Regions from separate parts of the Sus scrofa genome. Here all the other regions are linked to region 2. A link is a contact called in public HiChIP or PLAC-seq data. All regions are on one chromosome and are shown on one strand. The core of a region is the stretch at or near the end of the contact, and the rest is flanking DNA. Distances in the headings are between cores, read along the strand shown. Region 1 has its middle 9.6 kb from the start of ETV3L. Region 2 overlaps FCRL5 (Fc receptor-like protein 5). Region 3 has its middle 22 kb from the start of ETV3.

Evidence for each region. HiChIP or PLAC-seq counts read pairs in DNA pulled down with a chosen protein or histone mark.
Region 1: a contact with region 2 is called in an H3K27ac HiChIP or PLAC-seq map of alveolar macrophages. The contact joins two enhancer-like sites. A contact is called at or near these places in 1 of 47 Hi-C or Micro-C datasets (embryonic fibroblasts) and 1 of 2 datasets of contacts at active chromatin or transcription factors (alveolar macrophages).
Region 3: a contact with region 2 is called in an H3K27ac HiChIP or PLAC-seq map of alveolar macrophages. The contact joins two enhancer-like sites. A contact is called at or near these places in 1 of 47 Hi-C or Micro-C datasets (embryonic fibroblasts) and 1 of 2 datasets of contacts at active chromatin or transcription factors (alveolar macrophages).

Annotation. Positions count from the first base shown.
Region 1 is chr4:92,994,282-92,996,981 of Sscrofa11.1, forward strand. No RefSeq gene overlaps it. Among named protein-coding and RNA genes, the nearest start is that of ETV3L, 9.6 kb to the right of the region's middle. Within about 2 kb of position 1,355, at least 33 of the 83 cell types and tissues checked have an H3K27ac peak or open chromatin away from gene starts, as enhancers often do. A contact at or near this core is called in alveolar macrophages, where this site is marked.
Region 2 is chr4:92,629,316-92,632,015 of Sscrofa11.1, forward strand. It overlaps FCRL5 (Fc receptor-like protein 5), which reads left to right. Exons shown (of 16, transcript XM_013996926.2): 15 at 677-708; 16 at 785-2,398. The coding sequence ends at 874. Among named protein-coding and RNA genes, the nearest start is that of FCRL5, 52 kb to the left of the region's middle. Within about 2 kb of position 1,321, at least 1 of the 83 cell types and tissues checked has an H3K27ac peak or open chromatin away from gene starts, as enhancers often do. A contact at or near this core is called in alveolar macrophages, where this site is marked.
Region 3 is chr4:92,941,425-92,944,124 of Sscrofa11.1, forward strand. No RefSeq gene overlaps it. Among named protein-coding and RNA genes, the nearest start is that of ETV3, 22 kb to the right of the region's middle. Within about 2 kb of position 1,252, at least 47 of the 83 cell types and tissues checked have an H3K27ac peak or open chromatin away from gene starts, as enhancers often do. A contact at or near this core is called in alveolar macrophages, where this site is marked.

The DNA of each region.
Region 1 (2,700 bases), core at 105-2,604, 360 kb after region 2:
TCTCTCACCAGTCTCTGTGTTTTAAGAGCCATCTGCCCCAGATGTAGGCTCTGGATGCAAAGGACCCAGGGAAAGACACTCCCTCCCACCCCACCCCCCAATAGAGGTGGAGGGAGCTCAGGGCCGTGGTGCCACTGGCCCCCGAAGGGTTAATGCTATTGTCTGAAAACCACATCGGCTCCCCTGGGAGCTTGGAGATCCTGCTCTCATTTTAAGTAACCCTAACTCAGCTTGTGATGAGCGAGCCAGGGGTCTCTGGGCAAGGAGTGCGCCAGAAGGAGCCGCTGGACAGAACTGGGGCTGGTGGCTGCGCCGAGGTAAGGGGTTCTTGGCGGCTGTGGAGCCAGTCGTGGGGCAACTGGGAAGGGGGAGAAGAATGGAGACCCAGGCACTGGGTGAGGATGACAGCCAAGAGGGGACCGGGCTCTTCCATCCAGGTGTGGACAGCGCAGAGGCAGGTACTGGGCCCGTCAGGGCAGAGGAGGAGGGGATCTCGTACAGGGAGCCGGTCGGGCACGGCAGCAGACTCTTCTGCCCAGAAGGGGCACAGCTGGGGTCAGATGTCGGCTCACTGGGGCAGATAAGATTCCTGGGATTAATGGGCTTGAGTCGGGCTCTGGGGGCTGAATGAATGACAGGCTCAGCCGTTCCCATGTCCCGTTGTCTGTACCTACAGGGAGTTCCATGTCTCAGCCAGCTCGCTGCTGCCATCCATGTGGCCAGGGCAGGGGATGAGGACACCGAGGGTGTGGGCATCACAGGATGGGCATGGGAAGGAGCAGGAGGTGGTCCCAGGGAGGGCAGAGCGAAGGCTGTGCTCGCATCTGAGCCAGGCAGAGATGGAGTGAAGTCTCCGAGGAGGTGAAGGGATTCTGCCCCATCCACCTGCTTCCCTCACTTCCTTGGACTCCTGGCTTCTTCCTCAAGAACCAGGTCCAAGGAGTCTGCAGTCTAAGGGCTTGTGTGCCCCATGGTCAGGAGCACCCCTGTGACGGTGGGGGCAGATGTGAGTCATGTGAGGCTGGACACGCACAGAAAGCGATGCTCCTATGGCAGAGGTTCTGCCTCTCTCCCCATCCCCTTACCAAGAGGAAGAGTGGCGTGGCTGCCACTCCACCTCCAATGCATTTCTCGCCCTGCTCAAGGGCACTGGAGCCCCGTGGAGAGAGGTCCAGGGCACATGGATAGAGTCTGGGGTTGGGTTTAGTGGAAGCTGAAGTTGGAGTTCACGGTAAGATTGAGGACGAGGGCCAGAGCTGAGGTGGTGGCTGAAGGCAGACAGGGCACTGAGGGCTGGGGACTGAGTCAGAAGGTGTCAGGGGGCCCCCAGCTGCTGAGAGCGCCCCGGGAGGCCTGCTGCCTGCTGCATTCCTGGTCCCTGTTACTCAGCCCCAGGCAGGCCTGCCAGCTCATCCCAGCTCAGCACTTGGCCCGGAGCTTTCACTTCCTCTGGCCGGCCTGGGACCTCAGCCACCTCAGCACCTACTGGAGGGGATTTCTTGTCCCCTGGGTCGGGGGGTGGGGGGGATGATGAAGGGAAGGATCAGGGGGTGTCCAGGCAGGGGGATCCCCTGGGGCCCAGCTGATGGGAATGAGATGAAAGGAACCGACACTGAGCCTGCGCTGGGGGAGAGCTCGAGGGTGCTGGGCAGGGCGGGGCTGGAAGAGCCAGGCCAGGAAGCTGGGAAGCCTGGGTTCAGTTTCTAGCTCTGAACACGGGTGAGAGACAGGAGGGCAGGGGGAAAACAGTAAGAGGTAAGAAAACAAAGTGACAATCAGAGCCAGAGATAGAGCCACGGAGGGCAGGCTGGGTGCGAGGTGATGAGGCACAGACTCGATCTAAGGGGGAAAAGGGCACAGGAGAGGCAAGACGGACAGACTTCAGGATTTGTAGACACAAGACAGGAGCAGAAAGACCAAGGGAAACTGAGACCAAAAAGGATGGATAGGAGAGAGACAAGAAAGTGAATGGCGCTGGGGAAATGGAAAGGAGGAAGAATGAGACTCAAGAGGGTAGAGGAGGGAAACTCTATGAAGGAGGAAACGAGCTGAAGATTAAAGGTCAAACACAAAGTGAAACAGAGACTTGGAGGGGGCCAGACTGAGGGAGGGCTGGCTCTGGGCTACAAGCTGCTCTCCTGACACCCCTGTTCCCACCCCACAACCCCTGGGTCCCTGAGGGGTCTGCAACATTCCCCATGATATATATTTTTTTTTTCTTTTTTTGGTCTTTTTGCCTTTTCTCGGGCTGCTCTCGTGGCATATGGAGGTTCCCAGGCTAGGGGTCTAATTGGAGCTGTAGCCACCGGCCTACGCCAGAGCCACAGCAACGTGGGATCCGAGCTGCGTCTGCAACCTACACCACAGCTCACGGCAATGCCGGATCCTTAACCCACAGAGCAAGGCCAGGGATCGAACCCACAATCTCATGGTTCCCAGTCGGATTCGTTAACCACTGAGCCACGACAAGAACTCCCCCTCCATGATTTTTAACTGCCCTTCCTGCCGGGTCTGGGGGTAGTGCATAGGGGTGTCTGGGTTTGGATTTCTACTCCACGGAGTTACACAAACCTTTTATATCCCACGGCCCCCAGGGACCCCCAGGGGCCAGAGTCAGAGACAAGGGGCTGGGGGGTAGGGGAGAAGGTAAGTATCTGAGACATGATGTGTGGGGGGGGAACCAGGTGGAAAGGGAGCCTG
Region 2 (2,700 bases), core at 71-2,570:
GCTGGGGCTGTGGTGTAGGCCAGATGCTATAGCTGCAATTGGACCCCTAGCCTGAGAACCTCCATATGCCAAGGGTGTGGCCCTAAAAAGACAAAATATAAAGAAAATATGTGCCATAAATATATACACACACTTATTTATAGTTTGCTTATAGCACTCAGAGTTGTACCTGCACATTGGAACTGCTCAACACATAATAGATATTAGAAATCACACACATACAAATATAAATTTACAGTAACACTATAGGTAAATGATATCATTATTCCCATCATACAGATGAGACCATCGAGGCAGGAGATATTGAGTGTACTGAGTGGATTGCCCAGGGCCTCAGAGGTAGCTCGCCAACCCAGGGCTCAGTCTGGGGTGTTCCGGGCTTGGAGTCTGTTCTAAATCACCACCCTGCCTCTGCTCCAGGCCAGGATGCTTCTCCATAACAAATGCTAAGAATCTATAATCAAAGCACGAACAAGATAAAAGGTAGATTCCTTCCTTTTGAGAGCCCCTGGAGAGCTCAGTGTGGGGAACAAAGAGTGAAAGGATGTTGAGGAGAGAGTCGGTGGAAGCTGTGAGGCTGAGGGGGCCCCAGAGAGATGGCTGGGACTGGGCCGACAGCATGGGCTTGCGGAGAGAGTTCTGAGCTCCCAGCTGAACACCTCCCTTCTTTCCACAGTGGCCTCCGCACCAGAGCTTCTCAACGACAAGGTGAGTCCCACAACCTATGTACCCTCCCACCTCGGGCCCGCCAGCTCTCCCTCAACCTGTGTGCTCTTCCCCCCAGGATGCCTGTGTCATCTACTCGCAGGTGAAGGTGGCTTCAGCCCCAGCCCCTAAGCCCCAGCTCTTGGATTCATCCACTCCTCACAGATGAGTCCACACAGCTCCCAACTGCTATGTCAGCTTCTGCAGCCCAAAGCCATCCTTGGGGGAGAAGGGACATCCATGTGAGAAGATGTAAAACCACCCCATGCCACATCAAGTGGGCTGTGCACCAGTCTGAACAGACCAGAGGGCCCTGAAGGAACTCCATCTACTTCTGAAGTGACAGCTCTGGCACCATGGTCCTTTTTTTCTAATGACATGTTGCTCCCAATCCAGGGCGCATCACATCACCTGGCTTCCTCAGTGGGCTTCAGCTTTGGTCACTATACTGAGTCCTATTCCCATGCACACCCCTATCTTTCCTCAATGAGGACTGCACCTGACAACCTGCTCTCAGAAAGCAGGAAAGCTTCTCAAACTTAAAAGTGCTTATGGGTCAGCTGGGGACCTTGTGAAAAGGCACACTCTGATTCACCGGGTTTGGGTGGTGGCTAAGATCCTGCATCTATGACAAACTCGCACATGGTGCTGATGCTACTGCTCCTAGGACCATATTGAGTACCCAAGCTCCAAAGTTCTTGGCAGAGGCCCATGGGGAAGCAGCACGTGCTCTGGTTGCCCACCGCCCAACTCCATGGGGGCCACTCATGCAGATCACAGGCTCCCTGCACCATCCTTTCACTAGAACATCCTCAGCAGCTGTTGCTGAGAGAACTTCTCTGCAACACACTGGGTTTCATCAGCCTCCCTGGGTCAGGAAAAAGTAGCTGCCACCAGCTTGCTTCCCCACCTCAGGCCTCACACTTTCCCAAAAAGGGGATGAATACAGAGTGAATAATGCACCCTTTAGCCCTCTCCATTCAGCGCCCACTTCCCTCTCCAGCCTTTCTCATAATCATCGCTCTCCACAACCTACGGTCCCTTCCCTATTTTCTAATGTAGCCTTTCTGCACTTCCTCTTTCTAGAAGTACTTTCCCATCATTTGCATTTGCTGAAACCCTGCTCATTCTTTGAGCTCCAACTCAATGGCCCATCCTCCACCCTCCCAGAAGCAGTCTGTTTCTTCTTTGGGCTCCCACAGCACTTTTATACTGATGCTCAAATCAATGATGGTTGATGTTTGGGGGGAAATTTTGAGTTTATCTAGGCCACTTCTCCAATTTTGTGGTTGGAAATTGAGAACCAGAGAGGAAGAGCCACTAACTGAAAATCACACAACCTGTTAGTGGCGAAGTGCACACGAAAATAAACCCAGGAGTCCTGGCACCCAGGGCGGTGCTCTTTCCTCTACATGGCACCTCTGCTACAGAGATGTGTGCATTTTTGTGTTTCCCTAACAAGACTGAGAGTTCTTAAAAGCAAAGCTGAAGGGGTGAGCATGGTGTCTGGCATTCACCTGGTTATCAATGAAAGGTTATCAAATTGGATATCTATTAATCTCCCTGATGAATAAACATCACCTCTACAAATTCATCGATATCATTATCTGCTCTCTTAACCCAGCAAAGTGCAATATGTGTCCCTTGATCTCAGAGGGTTTTTTAAACAATACCAATAAAATCACTACTAAGAGTTGTGTGTGTCAGTTTGAGATGAATACTGTGTCTTGTTCAAAACCTGCATGACCTGCAGATATCTCAAATACAACATGAAATCCAATCAGTCGTCCCCACAAAACTTGCTCTCATCCCTCTGTTCTCTTTCTCCTCCCCTCCCTCTCTCCCTCCCTTCCATCCCTCCTCCTTTTTCTTACCCAAGGCAGCAGATACATAGCCATCCCTGAATTTCTACATTGAATTGGTCACCCAAGCCAATCCAGTCAACATTATTTCCAAAATACCTCTCAAATCACCTCCTCCTCTCCGTACCCACTA
Region 3 (2,700 bases), core at 2-2,501, 310 kb after region 2:
GTCTTGTGCAGGGCTGTGCTCTCCGCTCCATCTCCAAATGTCCAGGAAAGACCGCCCAGGTGGCCACAGCCGCAGAACCTGGCTCTGGGTGGCTGCAGCTGCAACACTATCCACCAGGGGGCGATGGCCTAGCGTTTTCCTCCATCCTTGGAAACTCCCAGATCTTGGCTCCCCAGGGCCGCCCAACCCGGCTGACACCAACCCCAGCCTGCACAGTGGCTCTTTCCCACACATGTTTGCCCTCTTGTTATAGCTCTCTCTCTCTTCCTTCCTCTGTCTCTCTGTCTCTGTTTCTCTCTCCCTCTCTCTCTCTGTCTCTGTTTCTCTCTGTGTCTCTGTCTCTCTTTCTCTGTCTCTCTCTCTCTGTCCTCTGCCAAAGCTGAAGTCGGGTGGGACAGCCCAGCCCCAAGAGCTCTGAAAGGGCCCCCACCCGGGTTTGGAGGGTGGAGGAGTGGGAGGTGGGGGGGGGCCCTGAGGGCGGGGGGGCGGGGGTGCAGAATGTGCACAGTCACAGTGTTGTCTGCCCTGCTCCCCGTGGGCCGGCTCTTGCTCTTTCCCTGTTGTGTTTGCTGCTGAGGGGGTCCCCAGGGGCTCATTTGGAGCCAGGGAACAGGGCAACCAGGGAGTATGGGCAGAGGCGAGATTGGGAGAGGAGAGGGAGACCTTAACCCCCGCTCAGAGCCACTGGGAAAGGAGGCAGGTCCCCCACGGCCCCACTCGCAGGGTTTATCACCTTCCAGCTGCAGCAGCCCTGGAGAGGGCAAAATTGAGGCATCAGCAGAAATGATTCCAGGTTCCCTCCTTTCCTGCCCCCAATCCCTGGATGTGTCAGCATGAGATGGGTGGACCCTGCACACTCGCCCACTCTGCTCTGGGCCACATGGGGTCCTGCAGGGCTGGGGAGGGCGGTGCTGCTGCGGCCCCTTATCGGGGCTCCGTGCCCAGGCCACATCCACCTGGCATACACGCATCAGGGAGAGGAGACGACCACACGGCCCCCACCCCACTGCCCCAGGAGCCAAGGGACAGGGAAGGCCAGGATGGGGTGTGCAGGTGGGGTGAGCCCCCAGGCTCTCTCAGCCACAGCATCCAGCGCCTCCCTGGCCCTCTTGGCCCTCCTCTCACACTGCTGTCTGGGCCTCTGAGGCCTAAACCCCCAAACCTGAATAGCAGAGGTCAGTGGGAGTCCCCAGCTGACCAGGGAAAGAGGCTCCTCCCCTGAACTTTGGTCATGCTTAGCAGCTGGCTGGGAGCCAAGAATAAGGTTTCCCCTCTCTCTCCCAGGCCGACTTCCTGCTGGCCGGAGGCCGGGGAAATCCCAGAAACTGAGCTTCCCCTCCCGCCAGGACTGTCAGCCCCGCCAGGACTCCCAGCCCCGCCAGGACTCCCAACCCCGCCAGGACTCCCAACCCCACCAGGCCAGGCCAGGCCAGGTTGCTGCAGAGCCCTCGGGACAGCAGAGGGGATGGGCATGCCAAGGAGGGGGGCTGGGAAGACACCAGGGAGCAGGGCCCAAGCCCTAGAGGGAGAGAGGTGACCTCGTTCAACCTCAGGAAGTGAAGACTTCGTGGGTAGCAGGTTTATCACTGCCGTTCTGCTCAGGGGAGAGGGTGAGGGCTGGGGGCACAGTGGAGGGAGCGGGCTGGGGGCCGGGAGACACAGACGGCACCTCCGCAGGACCAGGAGGAAGGAATCGTGATGGGCTGAGGGGAGGGAGGAGACCGCTGGCAAAGCCCCCTCTCCCCCACACGCTGGGACGTGGTGGTCCCGCCTCCCCACAGTCTGCTGGGGTGGAAAGCTGGGGAAAGCAAAAGAGGGAGTGAGAGTGAGGGGTGTCCACGTGGCAGAAAGCAAAGCCTCCGCAGGAGAGAAGGCAGCGAGCATGGGATGGTGCTGGGCATTAGAAGAGTTATTCTTGTCCTGTCTCCCTAGAGATCTCGTTCCGAGCCCCCTCACAACAGCTGTGATGTGTCTCTTCTCCAGCACTCCCGCTGACGGCTTAGGGGACCGGGTCCAGAATCCCAGCCAAGGACGGGAAGCCTCCTCTTTCCTCAGTGAGCACCCCCACCCCACATTCTGTCTCCCTCTTTGCAGCTAGCTGCCCTTCCTGACCAAGGCTGAGCCTCCTCCTCCTCCTCCTCCTCCTCCTCCAGGAAGCTCTCCTAGACGGACCTCTCCCCACCCCCTCACTCCAGGGCTCCTCATCGCCGCCACAATGACCAGACACCCTTTTCTCTTCTGGGTGCTGAAAGGTGGCTGTGTAAGTGTTCTAAGCACTGTGGTTTCCTGGGTGTGTCTCAGGTCTCCCATTAGTAACAAGTCCAGGGCAGGGACTTTGACGTCAGGTCACAAGCCAGTCCGTGTGGAGAGGGGGTGGGGGAGCTGCCAGTGGATTTTTCACAGCACGGAATCCTAGTTCCAGTGTCCTCATGCCTCTATCACCACCTGCCTAAACCTGACCTTTGCATCTCCTCTTCCACTTTCTTTTCAACCCCAAGCCATCCAATCTCCCAACTTCCTGTTCTCGGCCAGCAGGTCCACCCTTCTCTCCCCTGCTCACCCGGGCTTGAAACCTGGAGTCAGCTTGACTCCTTCCTCCAACAGCCCAGATTCAGGTTCACATCCAGGCCTGCCTTTTCCAGGGCTCCAACCCCAGTCACCTCACCTCATCTCAAGTCAGCAAACATTCTTGATCACCTG